Regions from separate parts of the Rattus norvegicus genome. Here region 1 is linked to region 2. Evidence: chromatin contacts called from public Hi-C data. All regions are on one chromosome and are shown on one strand. Each heading gives the region's core, a stretch centred on a gene start, on an enhancer-like site or on the middle of the called end of the contact. The rest is flanking DNA. Distances are from core to core; before and after follow the strand shown. Region 1 has its middle 410 kb from the start of Atp6ap1l. Region 2 has its middle 300 kb from the start of Tmem167a.

The links. Hi-C and Micro-C count contacts between places; a contact is called where the count stands out from the background.
Region 1: a Hi-C map of the Rat2 cell line shows a contact between it and region 2, with 2.6 times the contacts expected there. The contact joins two enhancer-like sites.

Annotation. Positions count from the first base shown.
Region 1 is chr2:23,384,666-23,391,045 of GRCr8, forward strand. No RefSeq gene overlaps it. Among named protein-coding and RNA genes, the nearest start is that of Atp6ap1l, 410 kb to the right of the region's middle. Within about 2 kb of position 4,081, at least 9 of the 93 cell types and tissues checked have an H3K27ac peak or open chromatin away from gene starts, as enhancers often do.
Region 2 is chr2:23,229,374-23,235,171 of GRCr8, forward strand. No RefSeq gene overlaps it. Among named protein-coding and RNA genes, the nearest start is that of Tmem167a, 300 kb to the left of the region's middle. Within about 2 kb of position 4,503, at least 3 of the 93 cell types and tissues checked have an H3K27ac peak or open chromatin away from gene starts, as enhancers often do.

The sequences.
Region 1 (6,380 bases), core at 2,831-5,330, 150 kb after region 2:
ATTTCCTTAAAGGTAACCTTTGTTCTTAAAATATCCTCCTGGGCTGGAGAGATGGCTCAGTGGTTAAGAGCACTGATTGCTCTTCCAGAGGTTCTGAGTTCAAATCCCAGCAACCACATGGTGGCTCACAATCATCTGTAATATACATTAGATAAATAAAAAATTTAAAAAAATATTTAAAAAAATATCCTCCTTATATAAGTACAGTAAGTCTATTGTAAATACTATTGCCAAGCATACATATGTTTTACAAAAAACCCAGTCAGTGGTGATTGACAGGTTGGTAGTAAAAATGGTCTAGGTAAGCAGCTAGTCTATGGTGTGCTCCAGGAGTCGATTTACAGAGGAAAAACAGTGCAGAAAGCCTTACTCAGTCCTAGTTCATCAGCTTCATACTAAACAATGAAGTATCTGAAATTAAATCTCCATTTACTCGGCAGACCAGAATGGCACATTCAGATCCAGTCTTTTAGGTTAGCTGTAAGCTTTATAAAAAACTGCATTCATTAATTCGAATAATAAAGAATGCAACAAAAACAATAAAAATCTAAGTGTGTGCTTAAGAGATTTGGTGGCATTTAAGGTCTAGACAGGCTTAAGTGAACTCTGAAATTAAGACACACCTGCAGAAATGAAATAGCACTAAAATTAATATGCATTTATTTCAGTACAGGACGAGTGTGGCAATGTGGGCAAGAAAGAGGTTTAAGACTGAAACACCTGTGGGTATTAAAATGGTAATATGCCCCTTTAACATGATTTTTGTTTCTAGGAACAATATTCAAGGCATGTGGAAGACAGAGATTTATAATACTATAAAAGTGTGATTGCTGGACTCTAGTAGCACTCTTAAATCTCAATAGTATTCTTATTATATAAAAACAAAATGGATTATACAACTTTCCATCAAAAATACTAAGCATAAAATAAAAAGGGTTTGAGTGAACATGCTATTGATAAATGGCTGTGAGAGGCAGCATGTCAGCGCTCACAGGGAACGCCATGTTTGCAGACTCTGAATTACAAGTTCAGGGTCCAGAAGCAACAATACAGTGCCTTGTTTTCTGGAGCTTCCATTCGGTCCGAATACTGAAGACACAAAAAGGAGCTCATAGACAACAATCATGCAAGATACATATATACTGCTTTGTAAAATATATTGTCCTGTGATTGTCCCAGTCCTCACATAGGGAGAGAGGGCAGTCATTATTATTATCTGTGCTCTTTCAGTGACAAAACTGAAGCAATATGGGTTTGGGGGTTTGGGGGTTTGGGGGTTTGGGGGTTTGGGGGTTTGGGGGTTTGGGGGTTTGGGGGTTTGGGGGTTTGGGGAAACAGCCTGCCATGAAATGAGAAGGAGGGAGAATTTGCACTAATACAAGCAGATCTGTATGTTAGTTTAGCTATAGGTTAAAGAAAACACACACAACAGAAGTCTAGTCTTTTAAAAGTATGACAATTTTAAGTATAAGAAAAATAGACACTTATTACTGACTTACTTTGGGGTACACATCCAATATGTTTTAGAGCCGGGATGGACGATTTGAGCCTCAGCATCTCATGCTAAACCCATAGCCTTACCCATGGCTCATGCTCATCCACTTGCCTAGCTCTTTGAATCTCACTTAACACATCACTCAACCATCCTGTGTTTTGGTTTCCCCCAAATAATAATGGCCACTGTGCAGAAGAAATGACAGGGCTTGTTAAACATTTGCTTTAGGGCAAAAAAAACCTCCATGAATGGTGGTATCTTCCTCTTTTCAGTCCCATGGGTCATTTACCCTGTGATGTGAGGGTACAAGATGGGTACCCCATAGATCCAGAAGCAGGACCGGCATTTCCTACTCTAATGTATTTTATTGTAATTCTCCTCACACAGCATGCTGGCCCTGTGCAATATTCACAAGAGTCATTGTTGTCTAGTTACAAGTATTTGTTGGGGTCTGTTTATTTCTGGGCCCTTAGTCCACACAACATAAACGGTCACTGAAAATAGCTGCCTCCCCAGCCTACTCTAGGAACTCCTCTGAAATGATAGCTTCCTGTGAAACCAGCTCACTGATCACCGCTGGCACACGTTAGGAAAGACGAAAGCTTTCTGAGGGATAAGATGTGCTAACCTAAGTAAATCAGTCTGCGTTGCAAACAACAGCAAACCTAGGGCTTAGTCAAATTTACTACAATTTGGAAACCATGCTCAAATCATACCACAAACACTTATGAGGGCAGCTGGCAGTGGTGTTCGGGAGATGTCACTTCGACTTGACTGATCTACCTTCCTTAGGGGTTCTCTACTATGTTCTCACAGGTCTCATTGTTTTCTGTGACCTGGAACATATTGCTAAAGAGAGTGCAATCTACATATTGAGCCAGTGCAAAACTCCATAACATTAAAAGCATTTAACTCTGCACAAGGCAGCAACCTACTAAGCAAGCGCACAGACAAACATACATTACGATATAGTAACTTACATTTTGAAATGTGTGAGATGTGTCTTGATGTTTGAAGACTATACAGTGCGGGATCCGAGCAATTGTTGGTAAAAAAAAAATCATTTGTAACTGCAATAATCACCTGCAGCAACATTAATAACAATAATATTGCCTGTGAGGATCTTTAGCTCCAGCAAAACTGAAAAGTCATCTTCCTTGGCTGGGGAACAATAAAATCCAGGGGCAAGACTCACAGTGGGTCTTTGAATTATTCATGAGATCATACATGCCATTCACATCTGTATGTTTAAAAAAAAGCCAAGAGAGTGTAATAGCACATTAGTAATGTAAATTAGAAAAAGACAGATTTTATTTCGGTTTCGTGAAGATTTTCATAAGTAAACCCAAATAGCATCCTTACCAGCCAAGTACCGAAAGATCTTTTATTCTTCACCGTTGCTAGGATTTTTTTTTGAATCAGGTCATCATTTAGGGAATCAGTGATTGGATCACTCTCAGACATAATATGATACACACACAAACAAGGACACACATTGTTTATAAATATACTCAAAACCGCAGGAATGAGAAATCAAGGAAGAATAAGGAAAATATTAAAGTCTACCATTGGGGAATTTTATGCTATCATTGCAGCTTTTTTATTGTCTGAAGTTATGTAAAAGCAAAAACTAGTGGAAGAAACTTGCCTTGCAATTCCAGAGGTTATTTTACTTAACAAACACAAGCTGCGGGGTGAGTGAAGATGACAAGGAAATACTCAGGTAACCATGGTTAGCACATCCTCACATCAGACAGTACCAAGACCCACCTTGGCTTTCAAAATGTCTTGTTTCTAAATTTCATATGGATATTTTTATCATATATGCACAAGTAAATTGCTAGGAAGGATTTAAACAACAATTCAAGTGGTTTAAGAACTTAAAGAGTAAGTAGAGAGAAGTTAAAAGAACTGGCTTCTACCAGAGGACCCAGCTGCTCTACAGAGGACTTGGGTTTGGTTCCCAGCACCCACACAACAGCTCAAAACCACCCACAACTTCAGTTCTAGGTGACATTATGCCCTCTTCTGAATTCCATGGGAACCAGATAGGCATATGGTACACAGACATACATACAGTCATATACACTTATGTATACAAAATAAAAGGAATTTTTAAAATATTTTATAGGATAATTTTGCTTGTACATGATATTTTTAGCATATGCCAACTTTAGGCCTTGTCTTACCCCACTGAATTCTTGAAGGATAAAAGAAAGTTAAAATTTTAGATATTTAATGTTTTTGGCTTATAAACATAAGAACAAAAGAACAAAACCATCTCTGTCTGGTACAGCCTTCCCCTTTCCTGCTCTCTTGGTTCATTTTTAACCACTTCCATCATCACTAGGACACTCAATATTTAAAGGGCCCAGATGTCCTGCTCTCGGAACAAATGTATCCGATCAACCCAAAGGGCTAGAGTGTCTTCTCTGGGGAGTGGAAATGCTATGTGAGAAAAGTAGCAAACACAGGAAATCTCTGACAAGTGAGTCATGAGGAGGGGACACTCTCAGCATGGGGTGTTCTTGTGGCTCCGTTGGTATTAATTGTGACGACATGCTTACTCATGTCTTGTTCGTGCTTGCCTCTACCATCACTGAGCTCGTGTTACATTCACCCTCATGCACCAAGCCCACCAGAGACACACTGTGCACCGCTCTAACATGAGTGGATTAGTCAAAGAGAATTTACTGTGTTGGCCAGTCTACTCTTCTCTGGGGACTTGTTGCTGTGGCTATCATTGTTTAGACTTTGAAAAAAATGTGCAATGGATTTTCTTTTAAGCCTATGACTAAGAGTTAGAAAAAAGTAACATAAATTTCATATTGTTCAAATTACGAAACCTATCTATGCTTCATTTTTGTAAGGCGCATGAAGATTGCTCTTGGTTCAAAATTTTTCTTCTGACCACAGTAAGCTATTGTGATGATCTGAACATACACATCCTAGGTCACAGGTTACAAGTGGGGACCAATTGAAATGATGCTTGCAGAGCAGGATTTTTGTTTTTCTTTTTTTTTTTTTGCATTCTCTAAAGCATAAAAGTAAACACAAAGCAAGAGAGTAGCTGTGATAATTAGACTTCTGTGGCACTGGGCCTTGAGGTGCCCAGATTTGGGGAAAACATTATTCTAGTTGTGTCTGGGAGATTGGTTCTGGATGAAATTAACATTTGGATCTGTAGACCCAGAAAAGCAATAAAGCAAGAGTCAGAGAAGATTCATCTGGTCTGCTGAAGGCCTGACTGGGCGAGCAAGAACTCCAGAGCACCCATCCTGCTATATGCTGCAGCGTCAGCTGCTTCTCTCAGCCTCTGACTCAGACATAACATTACATCCTCAGCTCTCATGGCTTTTAGGTCTTTACACTCAGATACGAAACCGCGCCACTGTCTCCAGCCGGCAGACTACAGGTTTGTTTCTTGTTTTGATTTTGTTTCTGTCTCTTTATGTGTAAGAAAATGGCTTCCCGTGTAGCCCATGCCATTTTCAAAGTTTTGATAATCCTCCTGCCTTGTCTTCCCAGATGCTGGGATTACTGAACTGTGCTACTATATTTGGCTGTGGCTACAGATCTGGACACTTCTCAGACTGAAGAATTGCGTGTCACAATCCTCTTTGAGAAATCGACTGCTGTGCATATCCTGTTGTCACCATGTGTGTTGAGAAGCTGGACCAGCACATAGTATATGCAGAATAGGCTAATCTTCCACGTGGGTATTTTCAATAATAATAAACAGCCAGTTGTGGCTAGCAAGCGACATTCTAACAATACATACACCCAGTGTTCAGTGTGGAATTTTCATGTAACTCTCCACTACATCCTAAAATCCTTGTGAGGCCTGAGGAGTCTGAGGCAGCATGGGGTGAGCCTAGCAGAAAGAATGCTAACCTTGTTCCTGAGACAGCCCACTTTACACAGTTTACAGTCTCGATTCCTAAAGTGCCACACAGAAGACAAAAGAAATAGAAGCAGGATATTAGATACAAACCAGCATTGTGCATCTGACTTGCACCAGAGTGACAATGTCTTCTGTATCCCCTGTTCATATGCAGAAGATGTTACTGGTCAAGAAATGCCAGTTTTCTAATAATATTACTTTGTTCTGATAATATTAATTTCTCATAATATAACATTAATTAATTCATATTAATAACACATGTTATTCACTATTTTCATTGCCTTTCGTTGATCTAGTTTTCTTTAAGCTTTACTTAAAATGATGCTGTCTTTACATGTTCCAAGGACAGAATAAAATAGACATAGAGCAAAAAGCACAAACTCTGTCGCCAAAAGTAGAGTGCCACAGTCTTTTTGAACTGTAGGCTTCTATTTCTATAATACATTATATCAAACACAGAGAGTACATTCTTGTTCTCAGGGGAAAATAAAGGTCTAGGTTAGCCTGCCCTCTAGTGTGGCTTACTGACTTCTGAGAGGAGAGAGAAAAGAGAGAGAGAGGGGGAGAGAGAGAGAGAGAGAGAGAGAGAGAGAGAGAGAGAGAGAGAGAGAGAATGCATGTCCTAGAAGCTGATTGTGCAATTCAGTTGGAGTGGCAACCTGCCATCATCACCAGCACTCTGCACAGCTTCCTCCTCCTTGGGAGTGACAGACTTCAAGCATTAGGTCACATTTCTAACCCAGTTTTGAGCAGAAACATACTCCAGCCGCGCCCTATGCCTGCTTAAGCCAGTGTCACCATGGGTATCCTTGACCGTGGTTTTTGCCATTCCCTCACATTTCATGATAACATGCAAAGAAACTAATAAGGGACAGACTTCTTACTACAGGAACTCGGGGATTTACAGAGGGCTTCTGACATGGGAAATTAGGTCTGAGAACTGATACTTGTTTAGGCTGATCTCTCTGAAACAGCCTGTCT
Region 2 (5,798 bases), core at 3,253-5,752:
CCCTTTGTGAGCACGTGCTATAAACTGGACATGGTACTTGGAGGTAGTCTTCGTACTGGATGTTGGGATATAGTACATAAAAGAAACAAAGCCTCAAAGTCTAATAGTTTCAATTTAGTGGGCAGAGAAACAGATGATAAGATATTGACAAAACAGAAAGATAGATTTAAAGGTGAGAAGTGCTCTATGCATTTGGACAAAGAACTCTTGTCAAAGGAGATCAAGAGAACTGGGGGTGGTGGTGGCGATTTGAAGAGCACACCAAGCAAGTCTGACTAAGAAAATATTTGAGTATACCTTGGAGAGGGTGGTGTTCTCACAGACATCCAGTAGGAGTTGGCTTTATTAGGTTAGATTAAATGAAGGACCATTGGCATTGCACCAGCCTAGACGTGGTATAAGATAATCCTGGGAACGCAGCAAAGTACAATTGCCAGAGCTTCTCAGAACCATTATCTCAAGTGGTCAGCAAAATGCTTGACAGCAGTGTGTGTTGCAGAAGTGAGACAGGCTTCTCAAAAGACATGGTGGTCTCAGTCAAGTCGGCACCTACTTTTTTAACTTTTAGAATGATACATTTCAGTATCTTTAGAGTTGAGTTTGAGTGAGATTTTGTTGTCACTGGTGTTTTACATTGGTTTGTTTTTACCTTTTGTAAACTGCCGGTGGTTTAAATTTCTTTTACTTCTCCCCAAGCATGTCTTAGACACTACCTCCCATGCTATGGAGGGTGGTAGTGCTCCCAGCAGGTCCTCTTGGCTCCTCTCACCAGCATGGCGAGCCTGTCCAACACTGTGCTTCCCTCCTATGAGATGCCACATAGAACTTCATTCAGACACTGAGCCTTGTGCTGTCTTGCTTCAGCAATATGGCCTACCCTTTCCCACTCTGTCCTTCCCAAACTCTTTTCCCCTCCTCTGCTAACATGGGCCTGTCAAACCTGGCATGAAAGGGTACAGCTCTGCTTCACCTCCAGCGGAGAGACCCTGAGAACTGGCTGCTGTTGGGCCATAGCCTTACCTAGCTTCTTCACTTTCCCTGGCCATCATCAGCAAGCACTCTCATAGAGGTCCCTAGCATGCAACAGAATCTTTGCTTGTGTTTGCACGTGGAATGACTCAAGCTACGATGACAAGAGAGAACCCAGATTCTTAGCCAAATTAAAGACTTCATGGTCTAGAGAAGAAAAACACAGTCATCGAGATGCTCTAAATATTACATTATTTTCCTGCTTACCCTCGAAATGTGCACACCTGAGACTGAAGTTGTCACCTACTAGGAAAATCCTGTAAGGCACAGATTTGTACGCATTCACAAGCAAAGTGTTAACTCAGTAAAGTCAGTCCTGTACTGTGGCAAGGTAATATTATGTTCAATTTATAAACCTGCCAAAACACACTTAGCAACTTATCATTGGAGCAAAAATATCAAATTCTTCTGTGAAATACAAAATTTCAAAAATTGCTTTCCTGATCACTATCAATTAAATTTCCTGAAACCATTTAAATGACTGAAACATTGGTGTTACCGAACATTTTTTCAAAAGTTGGATATTTAGAAATTTAAAACAGACTAAAGTTGTTTATGACCCTATTTAAACATAGACCCAACAGAGTAAAATCACCATTTCTTCTTTCATATGACAATTTCTTAATCATTTTAGGGTTATAGTTATACACATTCTGATAGCCGCTAAAGTCTCTGATAACATAATTGTCACAGAAGTGCTATTGGAAAACTCTATCCAAAGACGGGAAATACCCTTTCAGGAGGGTGGACTGGTTTATTGCTCAGATAGTGAAACTTGGGGGTCTTTTCACAACGGGTTCACAGGAAAGTTGATCTGGTCAACTTCTTTTTCCAGTTAAATTATGCTAATTTGTTCTGAGGGTTTTTGAAGTCAGGGGGTGGTTCAGTCATGAAAGTGCCCAGTGTATGGGCATACTGATCTGAGGCTGACTCCTCAGCTTCTATATGGAAATCTTAAGTTGTACTAGGTTGTCCTATGTTTGTGTGTGTGTGTGTGTGTGTGTGTGTGTGTGTGTGTGTGTGTGTGTGTGTATTCGAGGCAGGGGGCATATGAGAAGAGAGTTGGTTAGTTTCATGGTGTGGGGCACCAGAGACAGGCAGATGTGTCCCCAGAGCTCATGGCCAACAGTCTTGCCAGTTAGTGAGCTATGGCTTCAGTGAGGAATGCTTAAAAAACAAGGCAGGCAGTCATAGTGGAAGACATCTGAAGATTTGTCTTTAAATGTGCACAAGGGAGTTTTGGGTTGTCAAAAACAAACTTATGTTTTCAAAGTCAAGGTGGTTTTATGATTCTGTATGTAGGAAGCTTAAGTATTTTAGAGGTATATTTAAGCACTGAGCCATCAGTGTAGTCTCTCCTCTGTCTCTCTGTCTCTCTGTCTATCTCTGTCTCTGTCTCTCTCTCTCTCTCTCTCTCTCTCTCTCTCTCACACACACACACTTTTTCTTTTTTTCTGTGTTGAGATGGTGATAGAAATTGATTCTGAGGCCCTGCGCATTCTAGGCAAAAGGTATATCTTCAACCTTCCTTCACTTTTTTGCTTGACCTGGAAACTCCCTAAGTTGGTCAGACTGGCCTTGAATTCATTCTTTATCTCAGGCAGGCCTTTAACCTGCAACCTTTGGACATCAGCCTCCCAGGCTCCTGGTGTTACAGGCCTGTGCTACCAGTACATCATTCTGACTACTCATGGTTATAACTTGGATTTGCAATGCCCCACAAAGACCCGTGTGTTGAAGGCTTGCTCCCAGGATGCTGTTCGTAGGTGGTAGAGACTCAGGAGGGGCACAGTGAGAGAAAGCAGTCTCTTCTTTCTGCTTCCTGGCTGTGATAGGGAAGAGCTCTTTTGGGGCTCCGGCTAACCGAGCCCCAGAAAGAATAGAGGCAAATGGACATTTGGTTCCTGAGACAAACACTTCTCACAGTTGGCCATTTTTCTCAGATTTTTGCTACAGCAAGAGAAAGGAGAGGAGCAGCCATATGCCAGTACCATGCTGCTTTGGTGGCAATAGTTATTCTTGAAATAGATACCATCCTGTTCCCTGACTTTGCTGTACTTTTCAACAGTGCTTTGACTATTCTTTATCCCTTATATCCTTGTTTCTATGTTATACAACAGGGGTCAGCTCAACTATAAAGCCATCTGGCTTTCATTGACTCAACATTTTACTAATACTTTTCCTAAGTATGTGGTTTTCTTGACCACAGAGAGATTTTTCTACTTTGCAGATATTTGATTTGTTGCATTTTCTAGTTAATTCTTTTAACTGCTTTATTTTACATTATAGAAAGTTCCTCCTTTTATAAATATGTAGCAAAATACTTCATTAACTCCAGCTAATTGATGACTATTCAAATCTTTACACGTGTCACATTTTTACCATAGGTAAAAACAAAGGCCATCACTCTTTTTTTCATAAAAGATGAAAGCACAATTTAAGGTTCTCAATGAGAGAATTACCCCAACTTTCCTGGACATTAGAATCATACTTTTTGAGTCAAAAATTGTCATTAGAATCATGAAAAGTTATATCCATCTGGAAACCTTTTTTATTGGCTAGGATTTAGCACACAGTGGCCATCATAATGACAGGATTAGAAAGATGAAAGAATATGCCAGAAGATTTGAAGTACAGCACAGAGATTGGGAGAGTTCAGTGAGGTAACTTTACAGATGTGTGCTCTGTAGGAACTCTGCTTACATATTTTGGAAATGAAATGGTATAGAGAAAATATTAAACACATAGCTATAACTTGCTGTATTCACAGTAAATGTCAGGATTCTGGTTCCTTATCTCATGTTCCTAGTTCAGAGTTACCAGTGAGGACAGGTGTCCATGGCATATCGTTGTCTGTGTATTGTATCTTCAGAATGTTCAGAGCTGTCTACAGCATGGTGGGCTAACAAGTTCAAAGTTAACCTTTAGATTGATTTTTCTCATATTATTTGTGTATTTTCTTATATTAAAGATCAGAATGGTGATCCTTATATAAAAAAATGCCCATGGTAATCACTTGCAGAGCCACAAACTAACCATCCCATTAAGTCTGCCTGTCTTTCTCAGTTACTCAGAATGGCATTGCTTTTGCTTTTCTTCTTCGTAATCCTTTCCTAGGCTTGCTTCCCCTAAGAGGTCAGGCTTCCTCCCTCCCTCTACAGCTCCCTCCCCTCCCGTCTTCATCACAGGGTTACTTATCTGCCTATTTGCTCATCTTTCATGTCTAACTCAAGGAGACCTTGCATTTTTTTTATTCTTTTCTTCTGAGTCATTATTGAGGTCCATACTTTTCCTATCTTGTGGTTTTTCTTCTAAACTGAAATAAAATTGCCTTCAAGATTAAAAATATTAAAGAAATTGAGGCCATGAATTTCAGAAAGAGCAAGTGGGTTGTACATGAAGAGAAAGGGGAGGTGGGAAAATTGTGTATTTATACTTGAACTTTAAAAAAATGGTTATGATAAGTGTATGAGTCATATGATTTAAATGGCCTATATCAAACTGCTGCCTTCATAGTCGATGAGTTGAATCATATTTTTCAGGACACTGTTGATCAGTTCCCTTTGAACGCAAAATGCAGAAACACATGTAATCCAAATCAAATACTTGAGTAGAAAGTCGCAGTAAGATTCAGTGGAATTCATAAACATATCACAGGTTCCGAACTTAATCATCTGTCAGGAACAGGAGCAACAGGGCTTTATAGGACCCTGCTACCTGCTGTGTATGGGATATAGCTTCACTTGACTACCTCTTCCTCAGCTTACACACAGCTCAGAGGGATTGCTTCATCTGTTGTTGTACGTGAAGATCTTAGGAGTTATGTTGCAGTTTCCTATCTGCTAACTAGCCAAGTTCCTTGCTCTGCAAATTTCTAGAGAAGACTGGTTCTCCTTCAGATGTCTAGCCAATTCCCAATAAGTAAATTCTAGAGACACTAGAAAGTAGTATCTTTAGGTAAGTTGTCATATCAGACCCAGTAAATGATGACCAGAGAATGGGCATGTGATTACCCATGTAGGAAAGGCTTATTCAACCACTGGGATCTGCCACATGGTTTATTATGTGCTGGAAATGTGTTAAAGAAATGAATGGACAATGAATCAGTATGGAATCTGAAGCACAGAAATGAGGAAGATAAGGCTGGTAGACTTTGGGGACATTCTGGGACCGTTTTAGTTAGGGTTTCCATTGCTGTAAAGAGACACCATGACCAAGGCAACTCTTACAAAGGACAACATTTCATTAGGGCTGGCTTACAGGTTCTGGGTTCAGTCCATTTATAATCATGACAGGAAGCATGGCAACCTCTAGGCAGGCATGGCATAGGAGGAGCTAGGAGTTCTACTTCTTGTTTCAAAGGCAACAGGAGAAGCCTGGCTTCCAGGCAGGTACAAGAAGGGTCTTAAAGTCCATGCCCATAGTGACACATTTCTTTGAACAAGGCTACAGGTACTTTAACACAGCTCTTAATGCTACTCCCTGGGCCAAGCATATTCAAACTACCATATTCAGCAAGACAGAAGCTGACTGGGCAACCTCCAAACTCCATGTCTGATGACCTGCCCTTCACATCTCCAACTCCTTCCGTCCTTGTTGACTGCTGATAGCAGATCTGGCACTCGGCAGCAATAAACTTCACTCTCTTGAGCTGACTGCACTTCTTCTTAGCAGCTTTCTTCAGCAGGTATCCCACAGCTCAGACATCTTGGTGAATCCAAGGCAACTTCAACTTTACAGCATTTTAATCCAATGTCTGGGATCCACCC